Linked DNA regions of Mus musculus: region 1 is linked to region 2. The links are chromatin contacts, called in public HiChIP or PLAC-seq maps. All regions are on one chromosome and are shown on one strand. The core of a region is the stretch at or near the end of the contact, and the rest is flanking DNA. Distances in the headings are between cores, read along the strand shown.

What was found. HiChIP or PLAC-seq counts read pairs in DNA pulled down with a chosen protein or histone mark.
Region 1: a contact with region 2 is called in an H3K4me3 HiChIP or PLAC-seq map of stem cell-derived neural progenitor cells, with 7 times the contacts expected there. The contact joins the promoter of Pex2 here to the enhancer-like site in region 2. A contact is called at or near these places in 2 of 484 Hi-C or Micro-C datasets (adipose-derived mesenchymal stem cells and cranial neural crest) and 2 of 115 datasets of contacts at active chromatin or transcription factors (embryonic stem cells and stem cell-derived neural progenitor cells).

Annotation. Positions count from the first base shown.
Region 1 is chr3:5,573,213-5,577,963 of GRCm38.p6, forward strand. It overlaps Pex2 (peroxisomal biogenesis factor 2), which reads right to left and starts at 3,036. Exons shown (of 4, transcript NM_001267715.1): 1 at 2,826-3,036.
Region 2 is chr3:7,021,339-7,026,424 of GRCm38.p6, forward strand. No RefSeq gene overlaps it. Among named protein-coding and RNA genes, the nearest start is that of Gm41991, 19 kb to the right of the region's middle. Within about 2 kb of position 2,478, at least 1 of the 459 cell types and tissues checked has an H3K27ac peak or open chromatin away from gene starts, as enhancers often do.

The DNA.
Region 1 (4,751 bases), core at 1,786-4,285, 1.4 Mb before region 2:
TCTAAGCATTCGCACAGACAGGTGAAATACCTGAAGAAAGCACATCTTCAAAGTATTCTAGAAATTCTGGGAGTTTTTGGATCAACTTGCTTAAGAGAAGAATTTCAAATGACTTCAAAATTATTAGAACATAGATTTAACTGCAATTTTTATGGTAAAAGAGAATGGGAAAATATCCCCAAATGAACAAAAAGGTATCAAGTATGGACAAGAAATTACCAAGTAAAACCTAATTGTACCAGACACTACATATTTCCTTTATTTTGTGTCCTGGAATCTGTCTAAAACAGTAGCTGTTATTATGTTACTTTTAAAACAAATATAATTTAAGGTCAAGTAACAATTAATAAATTGCTGGTAATCAATCCAAAATTTGTAGACAATAAACTTAGCTTTTTTGCTGTTGTTGTTGTTGTTCCTCAGGATCATTCAAAAGACAGATTTCATAACTAAGCTCTCCAAACTACAGATGAAGAAAGTAATTAAAGGAATGTGGTAAATCACCCAAGCTCCCATCCACATTCCCTCCCCTATACATTCCGTCAGGGACTCAATCAAAGGGCCTGAATGTCAAATCTAAAAAGAGTCTTCTCTGGGTAAAAAATGTGGTTTGATCATTTATTATGAATACAGAATTGTATGTAAGGTAGATATTATGCCAACACATCTCCAAACACAAGGGTTAGACAAGATAGAGACAGAATTACTTTGGAGTTCCTGGTTGATACATTTTAATAAGGACGGAAAGACAATTGGGTGGTATTTTATCTTTACTCACTCAGGAAAGAAATCTGAGCTCTGATAAAAATACATAATAAATACAGGAAAAAAAAAAGCTACAAAAAAAAAAAAAAAACCACCAAGAAACAAAAAACCCATTATAGAAAGGGACTTTTGACTGTCTTGAAGGAAATGGGCTGGAAAGGCACACAGTCCACAATGGGAAGGCCAGGAGATGACTACTCCTCTCCCCTTCTCCACTACCATGTATAAAACTCAGTTGAAATCGCTGCCAGGCTCACAGTCAAGGAGAGATGGAGCAGCTGAGGCTTTCCCCAAGGCTTCTCTCACATTCTCACGGCACGCAGGAGGGCCACAGAATACTTAGAAGTTACCTTTACTTCACAGGAAGAAGACAGGGACTACGTAGCCTACATTCCTGTTGTCCAACCAGGTTCACCAAGAATGGGGGAAAGGTGCAAGCAATCTCAAATGAACGTTGGTTCTGACATAAAAACTGATACAGCTCAGACTTTCTTTGTACTATAGGAACCTGAAAATTACTTAATGCCCTGCAGATCATATAGTGCTAGATCCCTAATTTTCCTAGACAAGGCATGACCAGCAAGTCTTCACATACCTTCAAGGCTCAGATATTGAATGGATCAAACAGAAAATTAATGCAAAGGCTTTGAAGACCTTCAATTTAAACAAAACAAGGATATTCAGTAGGAAGGGAAATGGGAATTATGAGTGATCAAAAAGACAGAATTAAACTTTTCTTATTTTTAAAAAATAAGATAGCATTGCCATGTTTGTCCCTTTTAAAAATAAGGAATACATAACTTTAGGATGCCAGAATAACCGGATGAATGCATACTGAAAACAATGAACAATTGTGCTAAGAAGAATTTTCATGCTGAGGAGCAAGTCAGATCATCGGGTCCAAGATGTGAACTAGATCCTTACAGGAACACTGTTGTAAAAGAACATATAAATAGCTGTGCTTGTTAAACGACAGTTGACAGCCGGCTTGCTTTGTCTCTCCTCTGCATGGCTTCAGGAAATTTCTACAAAAGTTCTTTTATGGAACAATTTTAAAGCCACAGATTGAGTGCTACCTCTAATTACTAAAGAAGAGAATTAGTCCAAAAGGTAGAGCTGGGCAGAAGCAAACTATAATCAAGACTAGAACTTAATTCTTTTCATGTTAGTGGCCTAGTATGCTCAGTTTCTTTACTTTTTAAAGAAAAAAAAGGGGGAGGGTCTTTTTTCCTACTAATTCTGACTCATTTTTCAATTCTCCTCATTCTGGATACAAGTAATTGATAGTACAAAAAGGATCAAGACAGTAACAGAAAGAAGCTACTCCAAATCCATTCTGTTCAGGTTTAACTAAAGGCCACACATTCCTGGAGGGTGTTTTGACTACAAACTGGTAAGGGTCGGGATGGGGGTCCTTAGTCATACACCAATTATCTAAAATAATCAAGATGAAAAATGTGGCAAAGGGTCCCACAGAATATTTGAAACCGATAGTCTGGGAAAGTTTCAATCCGTGAAAAGTTCTTTTGCTAAGTGTTGCTGTGTGAAAAATGGCACGTGAATAAACTACTGAACCAACAAAGACTTTTAAGGACTCCCCACAAAGAAGAGAAATGATTATAACATTCCTTATAGCAAACCAATGGATTGCAATGTAAGTCAGAAACTAACTTGTAAGAAAACCTTCCATAACTCTTGCCACGAAGACCAAGAATGGGCTGTTGGAAACGTTGAAAGTCCAAAACACTGAAAAACTCATAAACTACAAGAGATTCTTATTTAAGAGTTAAAGCACTCAATCTAGTACTGTTCTAAAGGCGAGGAGGCGCTTTCCGGGCTGTCTGCAGCGTCGCCGCGGGGCGTGCAGAGGCAGAAGCGTTGTCTGCGTGACAGCGTTAAACTAGAGGAAAACTAGGCGTCTGGCTTGCTTTACCGCCTTTGCGGAACCGAGACAGACTGAGCCACCGCGGCCTGCAGCCAAGGCAAGCTTCGCGACGCCGTCCTCGCAGAGCGTGCGGCCCGCGCGCCCTACGGCGGGGCGGCTGCGAGCGGACACTGACCTGCGGGGTCTGCGGGACGCCCGGGCGCCGCACGGCCGTTTCTCAAACAATCTCCGGAAAGCTGGGCATTCCGTGGCCGCATCTGGGTCGCCCTCACTTCCGGAATCTGCGGGCTTCCGGAGCGACGGAAGACCCGGAAGTGGCTGAAGAGAGAGCGGGGAATTACACCCAGAAGCAACACCGGGTCTGAGGAAAGCCGGATAAGGCCTGGCCACGGAAAATGCCGAGGAGCCGAAGGGACGAAGAGACGAAGGGACGAAGGGACGAAGGGAAGAGACGCCCAAGAGGACACTCCACGCACTGGGATTGGTCCGCAAAGCTGCCTCTGATTGGCAGAAGCGTCACCGAGCGGTCAGCGCGGGGTCAGGGCCGGGCGTGAAGAGGCTTTGCTGTCCCGGCCCAGAGGGAGGTCTGGGCTCTGCGGGCAGGCTCTGGGCCCAAGGACGCCGCTGACGGCCGCTGGACAAGTGCCGCCGGCTGGCGACCCGGCGCCTGCGCACCTGAGGGCCGGGGACTGACCTTGGGTCCTCCCGGTTGTCGGTCTGACCTTGTCCCCAGATGTGTGGCAGCACACTAGGTCCCCATCGGGCAGCCACTGGGGCAGAGGCTGCAGGCCACCCGATGGGAGGCAGGCCAGTGACAAGGAGCTAGAATGGCCTTGGCTGGGTGGGTTGGTCGGGAGGTACTTAGGAAATCAGGTAGAGCCTACCGAAGTTGTAAAGTCTTTTTAATGCTACCAACCCCGCCTGCATCCCCAGGCTCGTGGAGGTAGTGATACAAAAATACAATTGTCTCCAATGCCCCAAAACTTTTCATTGTATTTTGTTTCAGAAATTACCCAGAGCATCAGAGTTCTGTGCATGACACATGGACAGCATAAAGGAGGCGGTAATAAGAACCTCAGAATCATGCACTCAGTACAATTCTGATTCTTTGTTTTTTGTTTTTTAAATAATGTGTGTTTTTAAAAAAACAAAACAAACAAAAAAACCTTAGTATCTGGAGTATATTAAAGGAGAACTTGGGAGCAAAATTGGGTGGAAGACAAAGAAAGCAAACAAATCCCTTTTTAACAAGTAACCTGACAGTGTAGAAAACACTGTAGGAGGAGCTCCAGTTTGCTACAGTAGGTATGGAATACAGATAGGGACTGCAGGGATGTGTCTAGAGATGCACCAGTATACCCACCCCATGGTGACCACTATCTTCTTGTGATTGGTTTGAAATACAGCCTACTCTAACTGTAAGGTATGGACACGATTCTAAGACAGCTTAAAGGGATACAAAATACTCATCAATTTGATGCATTGGCCATTATATTGAAAGTGTTCCAAAAAATTTAAAGTAATGGGGTTCCTATTATTATGTAGGGAGCTGTTGTTCAAAATAGTGAATTCTCTTTGAAGAGCAAGGCTTTGACTTAGTTGTGTAGGAAGGTAGCCCAAGGTAGGCTGTGATAGACTGTTTAGGTTTTGGTGTTTTTTGCTTTTGATACGGGCTTTTGCAATGTAGCTCTATGGTTGGCCTCAAAGCACTTCTGTCTCAGCTGCTATGTGCTGGGAAGACAACTGCATATTTTCTTGCCTAGTTCACTTGATTTTTATGAGGACAAAGGTGAAATTAAAAAAAAATAAAATAAAAATGGGACCAGGGAGAAGGCTCAGGAATGAAGGTACTTTCTGCCAAGCAGAAGGGACAAATTTCATCCTAGATACTCAAATGGAAAGATCACCTGCTCTTGAATCCTTCACTATGTCTCCCCCATATAAGCACATGCACACACACAATAGCAATTACATATAAACAAACACATCACACACATGTGCACACACAATAATGGCTAGAGAAGACATTTTCAGAAAGCATCTCTAGTTCAAAGAGTTTTAGTAGGTCTCATGAACACACATCACAGTATCTCCATAACAA
Region 2 (5,086 bases), core at 1,228-3,727:
TAATTACTCTCTCATTTTTTATTTGATGGTTGAATCTGTTGAGTCCACAAATGTGACTGCTGCGTGACGTGGTGGCTAATGGGATTTGGTCATTAGACTCAGTCGGATCTATGTGAGTTGTAATATTAGAAAATATACATAGAGGGATGTTGAGATGATTCAGCAGGTAAAAGTGCTTACCACCAAGCTTGACATACCCAGTACAGCTTTAAGACACAAGTAGTAGAAGAAAAAGCAATGTAAGCCTGAGCAAGAATTCAAAGAGACACGCCTTTCTTTTCTCACTGTAAAGAACCTAGGTCAATACTTTCACTCTTGAATAAGTTAAATCAGCTCTAGGTGGGTGATTGTGAATAACAGCACTCTCTAACCAGATGAAATGGATAAGGTGGACCTCACCTACAACAAACAAAGAACAGTTGAGATATTGGTAAGAGGTATCTGACACCAGAGTGCCCATCTGGAAAGAACACAGAAGGTCACTTGGTTGGAATTCCTTGTGTTAGAGCTTCTGAGTGTTTAGAAAGAACTTGAAAAATCTAATTTTCTCTGTATATCCTTTTTCCAAAATAATATTTTATTTAGTGTGTGTACACATGCATATCTGCATGCTACAGCCCATGTAATGAGGTCAAAGAACCACCTGCAGGAATTTGTTCTCCCTTTCTTCCATGTGGCTCTTTGGGAGTGAACTTGGGTTGCACGGTTTAGTGGGAAGTACTTTTATCTGCTGAGTGATGGCTCACCTGCCCTGGATATGTGTCATCTAATTTTATATGTTGGCAACTATTTCAGTGTTTTAAGTAACCTTGTATACCTGGTCAATACTCCCCTGTGACTGTTATCTCTACACTTCAGAGAAATAAACATTAAGATAGCTTATAAACCTTGCCAAATTTCCAATCAGGTAAAATGTGTCATCTCAAGTGAGCTTACTAATATGCAAAGTTTGCCTGAGCTTTCTCTGGCACTACAAGGAGGAATGGAACAACTCAATGATGGGTTCTTTTTAAAGAAGTGTCTAACTAACATGGAAGTACTATCTTGTGCAATATGCAACACAGCTGCCAAGGTCAAGGTACTGCCAGTATATTATCATAGGAAATGTTTATAAAGCAAGCAATGTTTCTCATGGTATAAACAGTGTCTGTGTACAAACCACTAAGATATCCCTCTGGCCCCTATTTTCTCTTTTAAAGATACTTAATGTTTCTGTTTAAAGAAGTTCAGTAAGTGTGTAAATTATGTCAAGTTAACATTTAACGAAGATGCCCATTGTCTCTGAGAAATATAGAAATATAGAAGGGTCCAGTAAACAATTTTATTAAAAATGTGAAGCCAGATAATGTTAGAAATTTTAAAAAATCATGGTGTTCCTCCTGAATTACTTATCACGTGGAATACTTTAGTGTCTAAAATTATAAACAAAGGGCATTATATACTCAGTATGCCATTTAATGTTTCAGCTACATTTATTTCCCTGTGGTCTGGGTGTATGACCAATACAGTATTTCAAGCTAAAAAGATTCTATGTCTATTTTCTGTTGCCATTACTTGTCTCCTGTTGTGAATGTTTATCATTTTTATAGTTGTGAATGCATTAATAAAAAGGACCATATTTTGTTGATGCCACAGCTATTTCCCCCTCCAGGAAGCACAAAAAGGAAGAGGTTAAAATAATTTAATTTTCTCAGAATCCCTGGAATGGTAACTCTATGTGTTTTTATGTTTCTAGCAGGAAGATGTTATGGAGAAAAGATAAGTGGAATATTTTGACTAGTAACTTCCCATGCATAATGAGCACATGACTTTATACACAGTCTTATCTATTGAATTCTAATGAGAAACTTTGATCGTGTCCTGTGGACATGATAGTACAGAAATGGGCCAGGTATGTGTTGTTGTGGAAACGAGTATGTGGGTACAACTTAGTTATGCTCACGAGTTTAGAAGGAATTAAGGGAGAAAGGTTTATAAAGAGAGAAAAATAGAGGGTTCCTTCAGCTAACTTTCTAACCATCAGTCAGCTCACTCCCTATCCCGAGGAAGACAATAAGAGAGCCACTATAATAAATAGAAAATAGTTTTAGATGAAGAAATTATGGATAAGGTTCATGCATAGGATCACAGAAAATGATCAGAGTGGAAAGGTGAACAAAAAACATATGGTCAGAGTTTTGAAGGAAACAGGGATACCATTGTGTACAGAACTGAAATAAATGTATTGTATGGTACATTAAAATATCTAGGTTTTAAAATAATTTAGCTTATATTTTAATCATACAACTTTAATAATATGACAATTTTTAGAACAAGAAAGTGTGAGTGAATAAATCAGAAAACCTAAATTTACAATTTAGTGTAAGTACAATATACAGCTATTTGTGTTAAAGGGATAATTTTCCCTTCTTCTTGTATTTTGTCCAGATATTAAATAAGTTGATCTAAAGAAGCAGAGAATCATTGCTACTAGGCTCTGTTGTGTGCCCTCTCCTGGCAGCATTCCAGGTTGTGTCCATGACAGAAGCCAGGGAAAGGGCAGTGTTTGCTAAAGTTGCTGGGCTTGCTCTCTGAATGGGTTGTCTACAGCTACAGAACAGGTAACACGTGTGAACAGAAGCACAAAGCCTTTTCTGCCAGACTCCATGTCCTGATTATCAATTTGAAATGAAAATAAATAAAATAACCAATAAAAAAGAAAATTTCAAACCTAAAGACAACTTTTGTATCAGCACTTATAACAGAATCCTCAACTACATTAAGAAATCAAAACTGAAATATAATATTCCCTGAATATTTGAAAACTTTATGGAGCCCAGTTGTAAATAAAGTATGTAAAATTTATAAAGAACAATTATTTATAAACAAAGAAAAAAGAGGAAAAATTAATACATACCAATTAAAATTTAAAAATAAGTGGTAGTAAAAACCCACATACAAGTAATATTATCTAGACTGGGTTATATTTAGAAATATATATGTATATAGATGTACAGATATGTATGAAATAATAATTAGTGGAACAAAAGCTACAAAACTGAACAAGAATGAGGAGGTGTATATATGAGGAATACCATAAAAACACCGAAACATAAGCCATCGTATATACACAAAGGACTTGTAATGTAGAAATTAAGGAATCAAGCAAACAAACAAATCACACTGACTTAACCTTAACATTATAAGACAAGTAAACAAAACAACAACAACAAACCTTCAAAGATACTGTTGAGTTCATTTGTGTGTTGGTTGTTACACACAAGATTGGGAACCATAAGAGAGTTAGCTAAATTTCCAAACTTACTGAAACATAGCTCATATAAATTTTACACAGTGCACTTGAGAAATCCAAATCCAAAACAGCTATTCAATCCATCTGACATGATGTAGAAGTTTCAAATGGAGAAGGAAACGGGGAAACTAAACATTTCTCTATACGTCATGTGTGTATCAATTCTGCTTTTGGAGCCACGAGATTAGTAGTTTTGATCTTCCACATTACAGCATAAGGAACTTTCAAATCCTTTGCATCCATTCACCCAGAAGAAAATATATTTGATTTCAACTACATGCCTAATGTTAAAGGAATTTTAAAATTGCATGGCCCTTAGTCGATTTATATTTTATATTAATAAAATAACTACACCTGTATTTCAACCATAATTGGTATTCTTGTCATAGACAAAACCTCACTTGTGGTCTCTTCCCAAAGGCTCAAGGCCAATATCTCCATCATCTTTGACAAAATGTTGTTTGCGTCCATTGTGAATTTAGAAAACATTTGAATTAAATCACTATTTCAGATTTTAGACAAAAATCAGACTTCCCATTTTAAAAGAGAATAAAATTCAGAGGCACAAATTTCAGATCTGGATATCACTCAGGTATTTTTCTAAATATACATTTTAATAAAGATTGTATTCAGCTGGGATACCATAGATCAAGTTACAAATACAGCAAGATCAATATTTGAGATAGAGAGGAAAATATGTAATAGCTAGGAAACATATTTAATATTGATATATTTGAACTCATTGGAGAATTCTAAAATATTTCTCAGTCTCTAAGAAATCTAAATTAATTTCAACCACGTGAGTTCTTATTTAGCATGAATTATAGATATTGCGAGAGGAGCTTGTGGCATAGTAGTGACACAGAATACTGTTTAAGAAAGCCCTGTGCAATCATACAAGTCTACAGTATATAAGAAAGAACTACAGAGATTGAGGTTAAAGACCAGCTGGTGCCTTTGCCTCATTCTCTTCCTCAGTGGCTGAATCTAATAGAGTTTGTCTATATGTGTGATGTGTGTGTGTGTGTGTGTGTGTGTGTGTGTGTGTGTGTGTGTGTTCAAAGTGCTCTCAAATTTCCCTTTTTCCTTCCTAGGAATCCTCAATAACTTTAATTGTGGGATAAATGTAGTCTTTATTATGCCTACGTTCCTTTGAAACCTTTCCAGGAAAGGGCAATTTTTTTTTTCACTCTGGACCTATGCCTCACCCCAGAGTATTTCTGTTTTTATTCTCTATGAGTTCTTTGGAGAATTATTTCTGTATTTATTGAATGCTAAATATAATGCCTGCATCGGAATGCTTTCCAGTGCTTCTCATGTGGACCTTAAATACTTGCTGAGCTAATTGGCTTAACTAATGGCTTTATTCAAGTTTGAAGTTAATGAATTATGCACAACAAGGAAGTCTTCCTGAGAGTATATAGAGAGTTTAAAAATGCTATATGATATGAGCCTAATTTCTTTTTCATTCATATGGTTTCTGACTAGACATATGCTTTTCTCCCTAATTTTTCTAGATGAGTTTCAAGGACAACTAAATTCCATTTTAGTTGTTGTAATTCTATTAGGCTTGAGTATGTTTCAGAAATGCTCAATAAACGTTGCCCATTGGCTGACCTATGGGGTGCAGAAAAATGTTTGAGAGAAAAGAAACATTTCTCTGGCAGAATATTGATAGGAAAAATAGTAGACTTGAGCCGAAATTCTGTCACTACTGTTCACTAACTGGGAAATACCTTTACCCCTGTAAGCCACTGCTGTACGTAACTAGCAGGATAATACTGGCACTGGATG